2 separate regions of the Mus musculus genome follow, and region 1 is linked to region 2. The links are chromatin contacts, called in public promoter capture Hi-C maps. All regions are on one chromosome and are shown on one strand. Each heading gives the region's core, a stretch centred on a gene start, on an enhancer-like site or on the middle of the called end of the contact. The rest is flanking DNA. Distances are from core to core; before and after follow the strand shown.

What was found. Capture Hi-C pulls out chosen DNA fragments and counts their contacts.
Region 1: a contact with region 2 is called in a promoter capture Hi-C map of adipose tissue. The contact joins the promoter of Mitd1 here to the promoter of Mgat4a in region 2. A contact is called at or near these places in 1 of 39 promoter capture datasets (cranial neural crest), 1 of 484 Hi-C or Micro-C datasets (the G1E-ER4 cell line), 1 of 115 datasets of contacts at active chromatin or transcription factors (bone marrow-derived macrophages) and 1 of 9 other capture datasets (adipose tissue).

The regions. Positions count from the first base shown.
Region 1 is chr1:37,887,559-37,892,823 of GRCm38.p6, forward strand. Mitd1 (MIT, microtubule interacting and transport, domain containing 1) reads right to left here and starts at 2,853. Exons shown (of 7, transcript NM_026913.3): 1 at 2,602-2,853. The coding sequence starts at 2,752. Mrpl30 (mitochondrial ribosomal protein L30) reads left to right here and starts at 2,919. Exons shown (of 6, transcript NM_027098.3): 1 at 2,919-3,026.
Region 2 is chr1:37,538,611-37,543,685 of GRCm38.p6, forward strand. Mgat4a (mannoside acetylglucosaminyltransferase 4, isoenzyme A) reads right to left here and starts at 2,406. Exons shown (of 16, transcript NM_173870.3): 1 at 2,355-2,406.

The DNA.
Region 1 (5,265 bases), core at 1,603-4,102, 350 kb after region 2:
GTTTGAGTGTACCCCCTCCTTCAAAGGTTCATAAACAGGAGGCTGTGTGTGTCCTGTGTGACAACATTAAGAAGCACAGAGCCTCTGAGTGGAGAAGGGTCACTGAGGTGCCGGCCACTGCAAGGGATTGATACAGCTCCCCTATTGCCAGTTATCTCCCACAAACAGTGTTACAGAAGCACAATACAGGGGCCAGCAAGATAGTATGGCAGGTGTGATGGTTTGTATAAGCTTGGCCCAGGGAGTGGCACTATTTGGAGGTGTGCCCTTGTTGGGGTAGGCGTGACCTTGTTGGAGTGGGTATGTCACTGTGGGAGTGGGCTTTAATACCCTAGTCCTAGCTGTCTGGAAGTCAGTCTTCCACTAGTAGCCTTCAGATGAAGATGTAGAACTCTCAGATCCTCCAATACCATGCCTGCCTGGATGCTGCCCTGCTCCCACCTTGATTATAATAAACTGAACCTCTGAACCTATAAGCCAGCCCCAATTAAATGTTGTCCTTTATAAGAGCTGCCTTCGTCATGGTGTCTGTTTGCAGCAGTAAAACCCTAACTAAGACCAGGTTAAGGTGCTTGCCACTAACTCTGAAATCCTGAATTCCATCCCTGAGACATAAATGACAATGAGAAGTGACTCTGCCAAATTGTTCTCTCACCTCCAGAGATATACACTGTGGCCTTCCTTTTTTTTTTTTTTTTTTTGCTAATCATAGACCTTACGGGGGCATTTTCTCAATTGAGTTTCCCACCTTTCAGGTAAATCTAGCTTGGGTCAACTTGACATAAAACTAGCTGCCATGCCTGGGGAGGAGAGCACTAGCTAACACTGACAGTACTGATACTTGGTAAGTGCTGGATAGTTTTATGTCAACTTCACATAAGCCTAAGTCATCTGAGAGGAGGAGGGGACCTCAATTAAGAAAATGCCTAGCTGAGCGTTATGACACATGTCTTTTTAATCTCAGCACTTAGGAGACAGATCTATGAGTTCAAGGTTAGCCTGGTCTACAGAGAGAGTTTGGATAGCTACGGCTACACAGAGAAACTCTGAGGAGGGGTGCCTCCATAGGTTTGGCCTCTGGCAAGCTTGTAGGGTATTTTCTTTATTGGTGATTGATGGAGAAGGGCCTAGCCCATTGTGAATGGAGCCACCCCCTGGCTGGTGGTCCTGGGTTCTATAAGAGAGCAGGCTGAGCAAGCCATGATGAACAAGCCAGCCTGCAAGCAGCACTCCTCCATGGCCTCTGCATCAGCTCCTGCCTCCAGGTTTCTTCCCTGTTTGAGTTCCTGTCCTGACTTCCTTCAATGATGTACTACAATGTGGAAGTAAATAAGCCCTTTCCTCCCCAGCTTACTTTTGGTCATGGTGTTTCATCCCAGCAACAGAAACCCTAACTAGGACAGCAAGCTAAAAAAAAAAAAGAGAGAGAGAGAGAGAGAGAGAAAAAAAAATTTTTAAGTGGAGGTATTCTCTGTGGATAGATAAAGCTGCTCCCAGAAACACAACTTACTAAACAAATAAATAGGAAAAATAAATAGATAGATAGATAGATAGATAGATACACCCCAGTGCTGAGAGTGGGCTGTGAGTTCCCCCCAAACAATACAGGATTGCCCCTGCTTTTGGATGTCCATCAAAACTCATTCATAAGACCCTATTGCTAAAGATGCCACATGCCTTGACCACAGGTCGAGAACAAACTGGAGCTGGTTGAAAGCGTCCTCCTTGTTGGATAGTACCACGGTGTTGGATGGTGCTACTCAAGCTGCTGGGGGAGAAATGTCTTACTCAGCCACTCCCTCTGTTAAAACCAACCATCTGGGAAAGATGAGCCCATTGGCGCAATCGTGGTAAATGTGGTACCCAACTGCTTTCTGATTGGATGTGAAGTCTGCTTGACAAGAGGGACTCTCATCTGGTACTTTATACCTAACTAAAAATCAAGACTGTGGCGGTCCTAGGCCCTAGGGGCCGTACTACTACTGCTGTAGTTTTATTAAATCAACATGATGTATCTGCCAAACTGCCCTCTACCTCATTATGTTTATGCCCATAGAGCAGTGCTGTAGTCCACATGGTCAGAGAAGCCTCTTCCACCAGTACCGGGTAGTGACTGCAGAGACTGACAACTGGTTGGTGCACATAGAATAAATGGCCGTGGAATGCACCCCCATCTTGAGAATGAATATATAATCATTGATGGAGGAGGGAGAGACAATTTAGTCAGTGCTGTAGTCGCTGGTAACGTGCACATAGCTCTGTAAACAAACTTCCACCCTAGTGAAACTCAATGGATCATAGTTGGGGTGAGGGCAGGAAGGTGAGCCAGAGGAAGGAGAAAAATCATGTCACAAACTGACAACAACGAAGAATAAAATTGATTCAAACGCAAGACCTATCAAGCCTTATAGATTATATTTGGTTATGCCTCTTATGGTCCTTAGCGATAACATCGGTCTATTGCAAAGGCCACCACCTCCGTTGTCCTGCAGATTATCAGAATATAACTCCTGAATTTGAATGCTTCCTGGTAGTTAGTAAGTTTCGTTTTCTTAAGTTTCCGCTCAGTCCCAGACAGAGCGGAAACCGAAACTCGCTCACCTTTCAGAACCTGCAAGAGCATGTCAATCCCCTCCTGGTAACACACCAGAGCCTGCTGGTACCGGGACTCTGCATCCAGCTCTACTGCCCGCTTTAGTACCGCCACCGCCGCAGTGCTATCGGAATCCTGTCCCAGGCTGGACTTAGCCATCACTGTGACAACTCCTGGGCACCGCCAGCAAATTCCAAGAGCTGACCCACTGCGCTTCCAGGAAGCGCACGCGTGACGCCGCTGCGCCTGCGCTGTCTTCTATGGCGCGTTGTGAATGGGCCGGGACAAAAAAAAAAAAAAACCTTTCCCGGAACCAAAGAACCGTACGGTCTGTGACGGCAACGGCGTGGTTTGAATGTTGCACTGGGTCCACCTGCCTCTGTTCCTCTCCTTCCGGCTGCGGGGACGTTCGGAGTGGACACAGCGGTCGCCGGTGAGTGCGGTCGTGGGAGCTAGAGGCTCTCTCTGCAGTTACGAAATGACTTTCTTTCTGTTTCGAGTTGGAGGTCCCGCAGACCTATTTCTTGATCTTCTGAAAGCAGCCAGGTTGTCACTTTATTCGAGTCGTGCTGCGACGCGCGTGTCTCTGAGAGTCTCACTCGTGTAGATCTAGGTCCGAGCCATCCAAGCGTCAGTGAAATTTATTATTTTTTTTTAAGAAGGCAAAACTTGCTTAATTTTAAGATGTTGCGATTTTAGAGTGCTGAGTTTTTGGAGTTGCTGTTTATTAAAGACAGTGATTTTGCAGGCCCCTGTGATTGTCACTTGTTAAAGCAGCTGCTTTTGGTGGCTGAGAGGCCGTTATGACGGCTGCCTACTACCTTTACGTCCTGGGAATTCGAAGAAGAGAGACATTTGTTGATTTCAGAGAACGCGGTTGATTGCACGGGAAATTCAGTGTTCTGTATTTTCAGGAATGTTCACTCCTCGTTATAGATATATACCTTGACCCTTTAGAAAGAGAAATTAATTAAAGAACCACTTACGAGCTGGTGTTGTAGTTTAGGGGTAAAGAGCTGTTTACGTGCATAACCATTGTAAAAAAGCAAAACAACAACAAAACTCCAGCAAACCTTTCGGGGTGAGGGAGAGGAAAAATGGTTTTGGCAGCCTTTTGTTTTTCTGTGTATACTCATATATTAACATATTAGAAAATAGAAATAGGTTATATATCCCATGTGATAAATGGTATTTTTCAGTTTATTTTTATGTGTATGGGTGTTTTGCCTGTCATATCTACACCATGTGCGTGTAGTGCCCATGGAGGCCAGAAGATAGTCAGATCCCCTGGAACTAGATAGAGTTAAAAAAACATTTGTAAGCTTCCAGGTGGTCACCGGGAATTAAATGTGGGACCTCTGGAAGAGCAGCCAGTGCTCATAACTGCTGAGCCATGTCTCCAGCCCCATTTTTCTGGTATTTGCAACAGTACAGAGGAAAGTTGTTGTACAGTAGATGGCAGTATAATTGCTTCAAGGTCCAAAAGCTACGCACATAAGAATAATGCCTACTGTATTGAAATGAGTTGCAGCTCAGAGCACTTATATTCTGTATGCAAGGCTATGGGTTCAATCCCCAGTACCTTCCCTCACCAAAAGGAAAAACAACAACAACAAAAAGCAGTTTTGATGGTGCTGCCTGCTTATATCTGAAATTAAACTTCAGCAGAGAATCTTGAGTGCCGAAGCTGCTTTGAGAGACACATCTATGACTTGAGCAGATCCAAACCAAAATATAAAGTCCTTGTCTTCTGGCACTGTCCCGTGTACAGAGTGGAGACAGCCACTAAATGGTAAACCAGCAAAGTACAATAGAACACGAGTACTCAAGTAAGGCAAGGTGCAGAAGTGCTGGCAGGGCTGTGGCTGCGAATGTTAAGCTGTTTGGTGGAGGTAGTCCTCATTCAGGACTGAAACAGCGTGATCCAGGTAGACCTGTTGACAAGAGAAGGTTTGAGCCAAAATAGGGAGAAGACCTCCAGCTTCAACTAGGTGTTGAACCCAGAAACTCATGCATGCCAGGTAAGCGTTGTACCTCTGAAACATATTCCTAGTTCCAGCTTTAATTTTTTTTAATTTATTTTTTAATAAATGAGCTTTTAGCTTTAGGCAATTTTAGATTTCAAGAGAAGTGGTGAGTGAAGCTTAGTACAGGGACCTGTACCTTCCCTGCTCAGTTTCTGCCTTTATCATCAAATATTAGTGTAGGGTGCTCAGTGCAGCTGCTGAACCAAATTGGTACGTTATTAACGTCATTTGCTTTATTAAGACAGATTTCTTTAGCTTTGTTGGGTGTCCATGTCCTATTATATTCCAGGATCCAACTCAGACACCAATGTAGTGTGTATTGTATATAATGATGATTGTGTAGCTCTTGGGTTCTTGGCCAGTTTCTCGGGTTTCTAGTTGTGATGACCTTGGCAGTTTCGAGAAGTGAGATATTTGAAAATGTGTTAATGAAGTGTTTTCCACAGTTAGGGTTACTATTGCTACGATGAAGCACCATGACCAAAAAAAGGAAGCAAGTTGGGGAGGAAAGGGTGTATTTTCCTTTGAGAGACACATCTCTCTTCTACATCATAGTCCATCACTGAGGAAGTCAGGACAGGAACTCAAGCAGGGCTTATGGCAAGGTGACATAAAATTAGCTAGCACACACAATAACCCTCAGTC
Region 2 (5,075 bases), core at 1,156-3,655:
ACTTTCTGTCTATATATAGTCATATTTTGCTTCAGGGAGGATTTTGTTGGGGAAGGGCAGGTAGAGCTGATTATTAGAATAAATATCTAGCTGACATAAATCAGGAAGTAGAGATATGCAGAATCATTCTAAAATGATAATTTAAAAGGTTTTATTAATGGGGCTGGAGAGATTGCTCAGCAGTTAAGAGCACTGTCTGCTCTTCCAGAAGGCCTGAGTTCAATTCCCAGCAACCACATGGCGGCTCACAACCATCTGTAATGAGATCTGATGCCCTCTTCTGGCCTGTAGGGATACATGCAAGCAGAGTGCTATATACATAATAAATATATAAATCTTTAAAAAAAAAAGTTTTTATTAAGCTAAGTGGTGGTGGCCCATGCCATTAATGCAAGCACTTGGGAGGCAAAGACAGACAGATATCTATGAGTTCGAGGCCAGTCTGGTCTACAGAGCAAGTTCCAGGACAGCCAAGGCTACACAGAGAAATCCTGTTTCAAGAAACAACAACAAAGAGAGAGAGAGAGAGAGAGAGAGAGAGAGAGAGAGAGAGAGAGAGAGAAGTTGTTTTATTACATACAAATGAAGCCTATATAAAAGTATAAATGCTATAGATTAGCCATCCATAATACCCCAGAAGCATATGGAGTATTAAATACTGGGCCTAAGAAGTTAGCAAACCCCATTTTAGGGAAGATACGGTTAGGGAATTCTACTAATAAGTTCTGACATCTCAAAAGGAGGAGGAGTGTTACACTCCACCGGAATGCAGCTATTCATTTTACACCAGGGTTTTCCAAACTAAGCTTCATCGTGAAGCACACGTGAATGAAATCTCCAGAGAGGAGGAAACAGAACACACCTCGTACCCTTAAACCACCCCAGGCAGCTTGAGGCTGGCTCGTTAGACACAGGTGACCTACATTTGTGTCCGAGGCCACATATGTGAATACTTATCTACCGCCCTTACCTTAAGACTGTCCTGGCTATATTAATTGATAACAACCAAGTCTTTGAACAAAAAAATGACTACGTAACTAGCCATTCCTCCATCCTCCAAAAGAGGCTTCAACTCTAAACCGCAGAATGAGGAATATGTTTTGTTAATAGATTTAACAATCTTGCATCTGGGTTTGTTTTTTTTTTTTAATTAAGTTTTTAAAGTGTTCTCTGAAATATCCCATATGTTCCACGGCTAAGAACACTTTGGTTAACATTTGGTAGAGTCCTTCATCAGCATCCCACAGACAAAACAGAGGTGCCTGAAAGAACAAGAGGCACGATTCATGACACCCCGGATCAATGAACACCATGACGTAAGCCTGCACAACTTTATAAACCGCAATTATGAAAAACTCATGCCCTTTCCACTTAGAGAACATAAATATTTCTTTTATACAGCTTACATAATTTCATTGTCTAGTATGTGTTATGATTTACACTCAGGGGTTAATGGAACCTATGTCACCATAACCTGTTAGTAAAACTATTCTTTAAGCATTTGGAAGAGAAAGGAGCCTGAACCACAGAGCGCGTGTTACATGATTCTAAATTTAGATTTTTACATTCAAGTGAATAACCATGTCATTCTTTTATCTTTTACTAAATAATTTGTCGGCAGCAAAAAGCACAACAGCAAAATAGATGGCAGGCTCGAAGAAGATAACATACCATCTACAGCTATTTCCGAATTCTAAATGTAAGCCGTGAACCCGCTCCTGAGATCACAACGCTTAGAGAAATAAAAGCGGGCGCGGGAAGCGTACCACTGCCACCACTTAACGCCAAGCCTTCCAGACATCACCTGTCACACCTGGAGGGGTCCGAGACCCCACCTGAGGTCGGGGAGGGGATCCCACTCGCCGCTTCCATGGGATGGAGGAAACCCAGGCCTGGGAGGAATCCGGGCTCGCTCCCCCCGTACCTCCCGGAACATCTTAGTTCCCCGCAGGCAAGCGGCCCCCGCCCTACCTGCCCCGCGGCGGCGCCACCTCCAGCCCCCCAGCCCCCCAGCCCTCCAACCCTCCAGCCTTCCAACCCTCCAGTCGCGGGATCCTGCCCGCAACTCTTGGTCTCGGTGCACGCGCACACAGCACTGCACTTTCCCGGTGCTCCGGGACCGCCCGAGGCTCCAGGCCAACCACCGGGAAGGAGCGCAGCACCGAGGGGCTGCGGCTGCGGCGAGGCGCGGAGGGCGGCCGGCCCGCGCCCCGCTCCCGGTTCCGAGGCCCGGTGCGCGCGCGATCGGACGGCGGCCTCGGGACGCCCCGCCTCAGCCACCAGCAGGTGGGTGTTCCGCGGACCCCGCCGTACTCCTCCTGGCCGCCCCCTGCCCGGCGCCCCGCGCTCCTCACCTGCCGCGGGCCAGGGCGCTTCTGCCGCGGCCGCCGGCGTCGCTGCTGGAGCCGCCTCCGCCGCCGCGGGCCGCGCGCCCCGCCCTCGCCAGGGACAGCCCCTGCCCAGCCCCCGCCCCAGTTCCCGCCAGCCATTGGCCGCCACTTCCCTAAGCGCCCCGCCGCCGCTGCCAGTGGCCGGCCAGCCTGTCACTCAACGGCGCAATAGAGCAGCCTATATATTTCTCCCCAGCCCCTTTTTGCATCGGTGTTGCGGCCGGGGCTGGAGCGCAGCCGCCACATCTGGCTTGTACCCTCCGGCCTGAGCGCATGCAACCTCGGGAGGCAACAAAGGCCCCAGTGAGCCCACGGAATACAACCTGGTCACCATGGCCTTTCCTCCTAGCTCTGGGTCCCATCTTCTGGCGGTCCAGGCGCGGTGACAGGTCCTGGCTCTAATCCAACCATAGCTTCCAAGGCCCGCTGTTCCAAGCATTACACTGCCAGCATCAGTGAGGAGCATCGTTATCCTCCAGCTTCCAGGAGGAGGCAGAGACGCAGGGAGGACCATTTGGAGCAACTAGAAGCAACAAATATGACTAGGGTTTAAAGGCACACCACTCAGTGCTAATGTCCCCGATTTTTCTACTATGCAGTGTTAGTCTTCCCTTCTCTCTTGAGCACGTGTCAGATGACCATTTCTTAAAGTTTAAAACTGGTTTCAGATCGAAATGGATGGACATCTATAGAAAACGTGAGTGGCCTGCCCCTGTGCACGTTATCTGTTAGCTATCAAGCCTGGCATATATTAAGATCTTTAATTGCTTCTTACCATAATCCCGGCAAATCTTTAATTGCTTATCATATATGTTAATCCCCATTTCTCACAGATGAGCTTAAAAGGTTAAAGAGTTTACCTGTGGTTACAGAGCTAATAAGATAAGAGATGTGTCTGTCCTCCCTGTTACCATAATCCTCCCAACAACACTGCAAAGACATACAAGAAATCAAAAAACTAGGAAACAGCCTTGTTCCTGGCAAACACCAAGGCAATAAATATCTGGATCAGAAGACGACAGTAATTCAAAAATAGAAAACTCTAGTATACAACATCGGAATGAGGGGTTTTTGTTTTTGGGGGGGACGTTTTTTTTTTGTCTCAAAATTAAGTGTTTAATAATTAGCTATTATATTTATAGGTTTCTCAGCTCTCCTGTGGTGAGATTTCTCTCCGTTGTTCCTAAGCTGTTTTCAAAATCCCAAAAGAGGCTCACAGTCTTCTTCCCCCAGCTCTGCACCAGCCGGGGTATGGGAGAAGCATGATAAACCCAGTGGCAGCTTTGCTTTCTACTTTGGGGGGAAATAGAGCTAAATTCCCTGTATAACTGTGCCTAAAACATTGACAGTTAGCAACCCAGCACTAGACTTCAAGATGGACACAAGCACTATAGATGGAACCCCTACCAGACACAGCGTCTGAAACACGGTTGGGGTGAATTGCTAATTCTCCTGTCAGCATAGACACACCAGGCCTTGCTACCTTTCTACTGTTCTGAGTGTCAGATCAGTTCACAGCTTCAAGCAGAGGAAGAAAATACTCGACAGGAGAGAAACAGCCCTTGAGCTATGTTAGGGTCAGCTAAAAGACTGAGCAACACAGACAGTCATTTTTCCGATATCCCAATGTTATACAGAGAGAAACTAGAGAATTTCATGGATACAAATAGTTATTTAGGCAACTAACCGCGATTAAACCCAATTCTCCTTAATTCAGAGACTTCTGCTTCTCTGTTTCCATTTTCACCTTTAGCAACCCACCAGCTATCGGATGACTGAATGAATCTTAAAAAGACCTATTTCCGCTTTCTCTATTTTTTCCCCCCTGGTAAAGGAAGGGAATGAGAGTGTTCACAGACATTTTCTAAGCAAAGATCAAGGTCAGATGAGAGGAGAAAAAGGAAAAGATACGATGTGGGTACGGACTGGAGTGGTACCTTCAGGAAGAGTACATATTCAGACTCTGTAAACAGGGAAACATCAGAAGTTAAAAGAAGCAATAGACATCCATGAATTGAAGACCTTTTATAATATCTTCTGTGCATTTATTCAGTGTGGGGTCACAAGCATGCCAAGGCACTCACACAGAGGGCAGGGGGCAACTTGTGGGAGTTTGTGCTGTAGAGAACTAGGGATTAAACTCAGGTGGTCAGGCTCCACAGCAGGAGCCTTTAAAGGCTGAGCCATTAAAAACACAAAGAGGTAGAGGGATGCCTTTTTCATTCTTCATTGCCCTTCATCTGGCAGAAGGACAGTTTTTCTAAGAAACTTTAGTCCCTGCCATGATTAAACTTGTCTCTATTCACATTGTTGAGAAGAAGCTGTGGCATTCAGTTGGTTGAGCTAAGAAACTGTGATGGTTTGAAATATGCCTGCTCAGTGTGAGTTAGAGTCCGTGATTCCTCTCAATCTTGTTGACATTCACAACCTTGAATTTTCCAACTATGTCCAAGGCTATCTGCTTAACTACACTTTAATAGCCACTCATGAATGATGTAAGTTTGATTATTAGTGCATGAGAGGAGACACAGCGGAAAACAACTGCCCATCCTGTGTTTCATTTCTTAGAAAATGATTAACTGGGAGTTTGAGTATAAAAGATTGCTTTAGTTGCTGGGCATGGTGGCCCATATCTATAATCTGAGCACTCAGGACACTGGGGCAGGAGGATTACAAGTTATAGAC